Regions from separate parts of the Lactuca sativa genome. Here region 1 is linked to region 2. A link is a contact called in public Hi-C data. All regions are on one chromosome and are shown on one strand. The core of a region is the stretch at or near the end of the contact, and the rest is flanking DNA. Distances in the headings are between cores, read along the strand shown. Region 1 holds the start of LOC111889500 (transcription initiation factor TFIID subunit 7). Region 2 holds the start of LOC111889495 (glucan endo-1,3-beta-glucosidase 4).

Region 1 (3,698 bases), core at 837-3,336, 170 kb before region 2:
AAACCACACGTTTGTCCCTCTGGTTTCAATTTCTTGCGTGGTTGGTTTTCATAGTTGTCCTCAACCAGCTAGTTCTGGCAAACAAACCAGAGGGACCAATGGTGTAATTTTCTCTACATAGAATCATCAGACTCATCACTTTCGCTTCTCTCAGGCTCAACAACATTTGTTCCCGCCTCCGAAACATCAGGTTTTTCTACACGTGTGGGTCCCGCTTTCTTCCTACCAATTTCCTCTTGCTCACCCATTTCCGTATGTAAACCTCTAAGTCAAGGATACAAAATACAAACATGTACTTTGTTTTTTCTTATTAAGGTATTGTACTTTAAGAGAATTGGTGCTATGAAAACAAATAAATGAAAGTACATTGCTATTTCTTGCATTTAACAGATAAAGTAAATTTGACAATACGAAAGGATATCGAAATTTTCAGCCGTTCCACCATTCATGATGTTTAGCAGATCCTTCTCTACTCGTCTAACAAGTTCAGGCTACAATTCAAATCAATATCTATTATAATTTATAAGATTATATTTTTCAATTTTTTTTTATAAAATGCTATAATAATTAACTCAAAGAAAGTATATTGCTATTTCTTACATTCAAATCCGGCTCCCTACGAAACCTCCGCCTTCGAGCATCTCTCATGGGCGGCGTAAGACCATGGCGGTGCTCCACCACCTCTGGTGGAGGATCACCATCATCTCTCACCATAATCATCTGTCACAATAACACAATTGCATCACATCACATCACATGAAAATGAATATTAAAAACAATAGAAATCATGTTTTTTTACAATTTAACATGTATAAGAAAATAAGAAAAATAAAATAACATACTTGGCCAACATCTGCAGTTTTGATCAAAACATTGTCATCATAAGTCTTGTAAGACTCCACAATGCAAGGAAGGTCTAAAAGAGATGCAGGAAAATGGTCTTCACCTATAATAAATGCACCACTCCTTCCATCTTCTGCATCGAATATTAATTCTTTTCTGAACTTTTATATTTTTATTTGTATTTAGTAAATTAAATAAAATGTCATATCATACCTGAGAATGATAAATCAATTGACTCTGAGCCACTCTCATTTAAAAGACGATCTATACGTTCAGCAACAGAAGGTGGCACTCTCAGTATGAACTGTTCCTCCATTTTTATTCAAACTGAGAAGCTCTGTAAAAGGACAATTTTTTAACAAGACGAGGATAAGGGTTTTATTTAGGAAATGCACTGATACCAATACAATATATAAATCCTAGAAATTTAGTCCTTTTTAAGCCAAAAGCCTACTTCTGCAGATATAAGAGTGAATTTGATGTTGAATTCATAGGCTAATCGTATCCCAATCTCATGGTCAATACCATTTTAAGTTTCCTATGCTCAATTCAGTGGTCAATCTCTGCAATTTAAGGTGTATTGAAGAGGTAGAACTCATGAATCAGTAATAATCACGAATGGTAAAAAGTTCTGAGAGTGAAGATAGAAAAGGCATGTGGAGAATGAATTAAGTTAATTAAATATGAATGGATTGAGTAACTTCATTCGAATGATTTCTTGAGGGAGTTTTTCGTTTCAACCATCATCAATAAATCTGGAGGATCACGATTCACGAAGTCACAGTAACAATTTGAGAAGAGATCATGCAGATAAAAGAGGTTCGTATCACGTAATTATCCAAATTCTCGAGCGCTCTCGTCAATTAAAAACTCACAGAGAAAAAGTAAGAAGTGAGACCTAGCGAAAGATCAATTCAAAATGATAACTGGAAGTTAGAGTCGTTGAGATGAAAGGGCTTATGTGTGTTCGTAAGCAATTCTTCAATTCAATTAGACAATTACCATCTTTTATGCTCAAACTTAAGAATGAACACTCGCAATTTAGGGTTAAGAACGAAATAAGATTGTTTAGAGGAAAAGGTTACCTGGGTTTGTATATAGTGGGATTGAGATTTAATGGAGATTTGAGAACCCTGCTCGTCGTAAATTGCAGATTTTGGGGGTTAGATAGAAGTGGAAGGTTCCAGTTTAATCCTCTAGATAAGTTGGACCGATATTCGAGATCAAAACAAGATTTCCTTCCTTCTCTTAAAAAAAAATAAATAAATAAATAAATAAATAAAGTGATATTAACATTTACAGGATTAATTTATCCGCACACTTTTATAACCCATCAACGGCTATAAAATTAATTAGTTTTTTATAATAAAAATATAAAATTATTTATCAATTATAGCCGGATCTAAGTGTTGGCTAAGTAAGCGTCCTGTAGTAAGAGGAGTAGTTATGAATCCTCTGGACCATCCACGGGGCGGTGAAGAAGGGCCCCAATTGGTAGAAAACAACCCACAACCCCCTTGGGGTTATCCGATACTAGGAAAAAGGAGTAGAAAAAGAAATAAATATAATGATAATTTGATTCTTTGTCGCCGTAGTAAATAGGAAAGAAATATTCGTCATTATAAAACAAAAAAATACGAGGAAGCTGTGACACGTTATAAAAAATATTTCTTAATTAATAATTTATTTAAAATAATTGATAAATAATTTTATATTTTATAATTGTTGATTTGAAAAAATAAATGAAATTATACCACCTTATATATTAATTTTTGTAGGAATTATATTACGGAAATGTACGAAAACAAACAATAAAATAGAAAAGACTGAGACATGTGTTTAACACATTATATTTAAAACAAATTTGTTCGCTATCGGGTGTTTGTTTCTCAGAATACAACAGTTTAAAATAGTTCTTCTAGATCATCCGAACCCTCAATAAGACTAGATTTTACCCTTAATTCAGCAAGAAAACTGAAAACGTGAAATTATGAAATGGAAAAGACGAGTTTTTGTATTCTAATTTGTGTCCTCAAATAGTTGTATAGTAGTAGTATTTATACTATATATATTCTATAACCTCTCATTTAAACACTTCTTTAATCACAAAATTAATTTGTATTAATATGTAATTAAATTGTAATATTAGTTACAATTTCAGTTACAAAAGAAAGAAATGTTTGCAATAAAGGTCCCTGAACTTTTCTTTTCTTTCTCCCAACCATTAAACTCTTTTATTTACTTCTTCGGGATAATGTCACTGTAGCACATGGAACTTTTATCATTTGACTAATTTGGTCCTTAAAGTTTTTTTGGTACATTAGACCAGTAAACTCGTAATTGACTTTTTAATTACACCATTTTAGCAACTTTTAGAAGGTTTCCCGATTATACGATGCCATTTTGTCAATTAATATATATTTTTTGTCTAATCCAATGCCACGTGAGATATGCCACGTCAATTAATGAAATACAACGCTTAAAGCCTTTCGTCTTTAGCTATCGAACTTCACTAGTCTTTGTCTTCATTATTCAGCTGTAAAAGAAACTGATTTAGGGTTTGTGAAGCATTCCTGTGATCAAGCTGAAAGAAACAAAGAACTCGTAGCAATGGCACAATAGGAACCTAATGGACTGTTTGCGATGGTGGAACTCAACTACTAAGGGGTATTTAATCGAAATCCTTTCTCTTACACTGGTGGTGTTAAAACCATCTTCAATGATGTTGACTTTTCTTCTATGACTTATTCTGAGTTTGTGACCTTCTGCGAACGTTTAATGCATGAAGAGTGTAAAAAGTTTTACTACTGTGAACCAGACATGTCCTTGATGGAAGGGCTTAATCCCATTTCAGA
Region 2 (3,591 bases), core at 1,052-3,551:
ACGTCAAATTTACAATGTGAATTTTTGAAAATTAACAACGTAAATCCGGATTCACACGATGAATCTGAAAAATATTTTTCACATTCACAATGTTAATATATGAATTTAGATATTTTTAAATTTTTTTCGATAAAGAATAAGCTCTAGAAATTGAAAAAAAGATTTGGTTCCTTGAAGAACCAATAATTATGGTTCTTTATTGAACTTTTATATATATATATATATATATATTCACTTTATCCCTATATATATATATATATATATATATATATATATATATATATATATATATATATATATATATATATATATATATATATATATATGGATAAAGTGAATATACTCATAAGGGTATATAAGCTTAGGTACCCTAACTCACATTAATACGTCGTTTTGTTTTATATATTCATTATAATATTCTAAAACTTCAACTCCTAATTTGATTTACTTTCAAGAGTTTTGAAATTTCACTATGATCTTACTATTACGTCACATATTTTTGCCGAACACCTATTAAGCTATATATTATAGTTGAAAATAAAAATTATGTAAGAGGAAAATAAATGTGAAATTTATAAAAATCTTGGAGTTAAATCAAATTAAAAGTTGAATTATAAGAACATTGGACAATTACAATCCATATATATGATAGAAAATAACGTAATATGGTGAGTTAGGGTACCTAAGCTTATATAACCATAAGAGTATATTCACTTTTCTTTTATATATATATATATATATATATATATATATATATATATATATATATATATATATATATATATATATATATATATATAATGATGATGATGATGAATAATCCACTTCTTTCATCTCTCAATTGTTTTTTTAGTCTTCGACGTTCATTTATAATCCAACAAAAGCCCATATTTTGTGGTGTATTTTATATCATATTCAACGGCAGATCTTTATTAGGGTTACGGGGGTTGTGGCCCCCTTATTTTTCTTATCACAATTAGTCATTATACTTTAATTTTATGCATATTAGGCTCAAAAATATAAAATTTTAGCTGTGACACCCCTTGCTCACAATTAGTCCTTACACTTTAATTTTATGCATATTAGGCTCAAAAATATAAAATTTTAGCTGTGACACCCCTTGCTCATCGATTTTTATACATATTATATTTCCGACCCCCAAATAAAATGTTGAAGCTCCTCCCTGATCATTAGGGTTGTTCACTATTTGGATAAAATCGAATTGTCCAATTGGACAATTTGGATCGGACTATTTGGTTCGGATATTTGGATTTTTGGATTGGTTTTTTAGCAAAACCAAATTATTATTTTGGATTTCGGATTGGTTTTGGTTCACATTATAAAAACCGAATAGTCCAAAAAAACCGAATTGCAATTTATTATTTGTTCTTTCTAATATATATCTTTAATAATTTATAAATTTACAAAATTATTCTTTTAGTATATAAAAAAATTTCATCATTTATAATACTTTAATATCTACTTCTTATTAAAAAAATTGTCTATAAAGTAGTAATATATAATATATTTTTCTTGATAGTTATTTATAAGTTTTAATTCACAACTAATTAAACAATATTTTTTAGTTTATATTATAGAGTAAGTTAATACTAAATTTATATATTTGTTGAAATCATGAAATGTCTTGATTCTTGAAAACCGAATTGTAAAAAACCGATCCAACCGAATTATAATTTGGTTGGATCGGATCGGATTTGAATTTAGTTTGGACTATTTGGATCTACGTTTTGAAAACCGAAATTATTTTGGATTCACATGATCGGATCGGATTAAACCGATCCATCCAAACGAACACCCCTAGTGATCATATTCATCCTTATTCTAACTTTTTATTATTATAAAGAAATAGAAAAAGCATTGAAGAACCAGCCCACCCCACACTCACACCATATTTCTAACATTTTAATATTTTGAGGAGTTTATTATTTTTCTATTTAGTAAATATATATTTTGTACAACAAAAATCTAAATTAGATAAGCCAACGAGGCTTGCCAACGAGGCTTACCAACTCCAACAGCTCCATCTACTTTAGATCCCATATTCTCATCCCAACATCCATAAATCAATTTTTTTGAAAAAGTTAAAATTTTAATTTTGTTTAAGTTATAACAACCTATGTGGTATTTTGGTCTTTACAATAAATCAAACTATAATCAAAGATTCGAAGCTTCGAGCTACGTTTCTTCCGATGTATTTTTTCTTTTATGTTATTTGGGTGGTGGGGTATGAATGTCCATTTATGTCCTGCACAATTATTATGCAATAAGTGAAACGGAATTTGGAATTATGTCGATATAGGGTTCTAAAAGACACTCTTCTATTCTCTTTCTCAAAAAGCTCACACCTTTCATAAAATGCTTCATTAAACCAGCAACAAGTTGCTTTAGATTCTCTCCCAGATTTCATTCCCATTCGTCTTGATTTCTTGAAGATTCCGCCATCGAAGAACTTGTACACTAGTGATACAATCTTTAATTAAACTCCTGGTATTTGCCTCTTCTTTATTTCCTCTGTTCTTTCTTTCAAGGGTTCTTGAATTCTGCCAAGAAACCTGTTTGGGTTTTCTTGAAATTGCAATAATTGTGAACAAAAGAAACCTTTTTTTGATTTGGGTATTCCCTGTTTTATGTCAACCCGTGGGTTTCCTCAATTTTGTAAAGAAACCATAAACCTTTCTTGATTTGGGTGTTCTTCTTTCTTCTTTCAAAGATTGACCTAAATTCGGAAAATGGACAAGAATTTCAAGCGTCTTCTATTTACGTTTGTAGAGTTACTATACACTTTATGCTGTTTTTCATTCGTTTCTTATGACTCAGAAACCTCAAAGTTAGCTTATTTGCTCAATTATTTCCAACGTGTAACAGACTATGATAAAGTTTCGGAGAAAATAAGGTTGATGTCCGACAATATCGGCGGTTGGAACAATGAGGCTCGAATTGTGGCTTGGAAGTATCTTGTTTATATTTGGAAGTCTATCCAATGTAACAGGTAATGTTATCTGTTCTTGAAGGTTGACTTGAGGTCAAACTTATTACTCCCAATTTTGAATGAAATAATCTATAATCTTGATAAAAATCGGAGCTTTAACAAGAGAGATGTAGGTTTAGTATAAAATCTGGTTTTCCCTCTTCAATTTATGTTTATATTCTTGGATTTGCAGTTGCCTTTGTGGGAATAAACATCGCCGGCGAACTTTCAAACCTACCGTCGCCGGAGCAGGTGGTGGCGATCCTTAGAGCCCATAAAATAACACATGTTCGGCTTTTTAATTCCGACGTTCGCTTGATTAACGCATTATCAGACACAGGGATCGAAGTTATGATTAGTGTTGCTAACTCGGACATCATGGGAATCGGAAAGTCACCTTCAGCTGCCGCCTCATGGATTAACACACACGTTGCAGCGTTCAAACCCGCCACCAATATCACCGCCATTGCTGTCGGAAGTGAAGTTATTTCTTCTACTCCAACCGCCGTCCCTTTTCTTGTTTCCGCCATGAACTATCTTTACAAAGCTTTACTCGCTTCAAATCTAAACGACGTTAAAGTATCAACCCCTTTATCAATGGA

Evidence for each region. A called contact is a pair of places that touch in the nucleus more often than the background predicts.
Region 1: a contact with region 2 is called in a Hi-C map of leaf, with 4 times the contacts expected there. The contact joins the promoter of LOC111889500 here to the promoter of LOC111889495 in region 2. A contact is called at or near these places in 2 of 4 Hi-C or Micro-C datasets (both in leaf).

Annotation. Positions count from the first base shown.
Region 1 is chr1:86,091,867-86,095,564 of Lsat_Salinas_v11, reverse strand. LOC111889500 (transcription initiation factor TFIID subunit 7) reads right to left here and starts at 2,086. Exons shown (of 6, transcript XM_023885650.2): 1 at 1,929-2,086; 2 at 1,057-1,180; 3 at 843-973; 4 at 601-720; 5 at 422-491; 6 at 1-256. The coding sequence starts at 1,159. The coding sequence ends at 114.
Region 2 is chr1:85,925,417-85,929,007 of Lsat_Salinas_v11, reverse strand. It overlaps LOC111889495 (glucan endo-1,3-beta-glucosidase 4), which reads left to right and starts at 2,301. Exons shown (of 5, transcript XM_023885644.3): 1 at 2,301-2,508; 2 at 2,887-3,010; 3 at 3,183-3,591. The coding sequence starts at 2,947.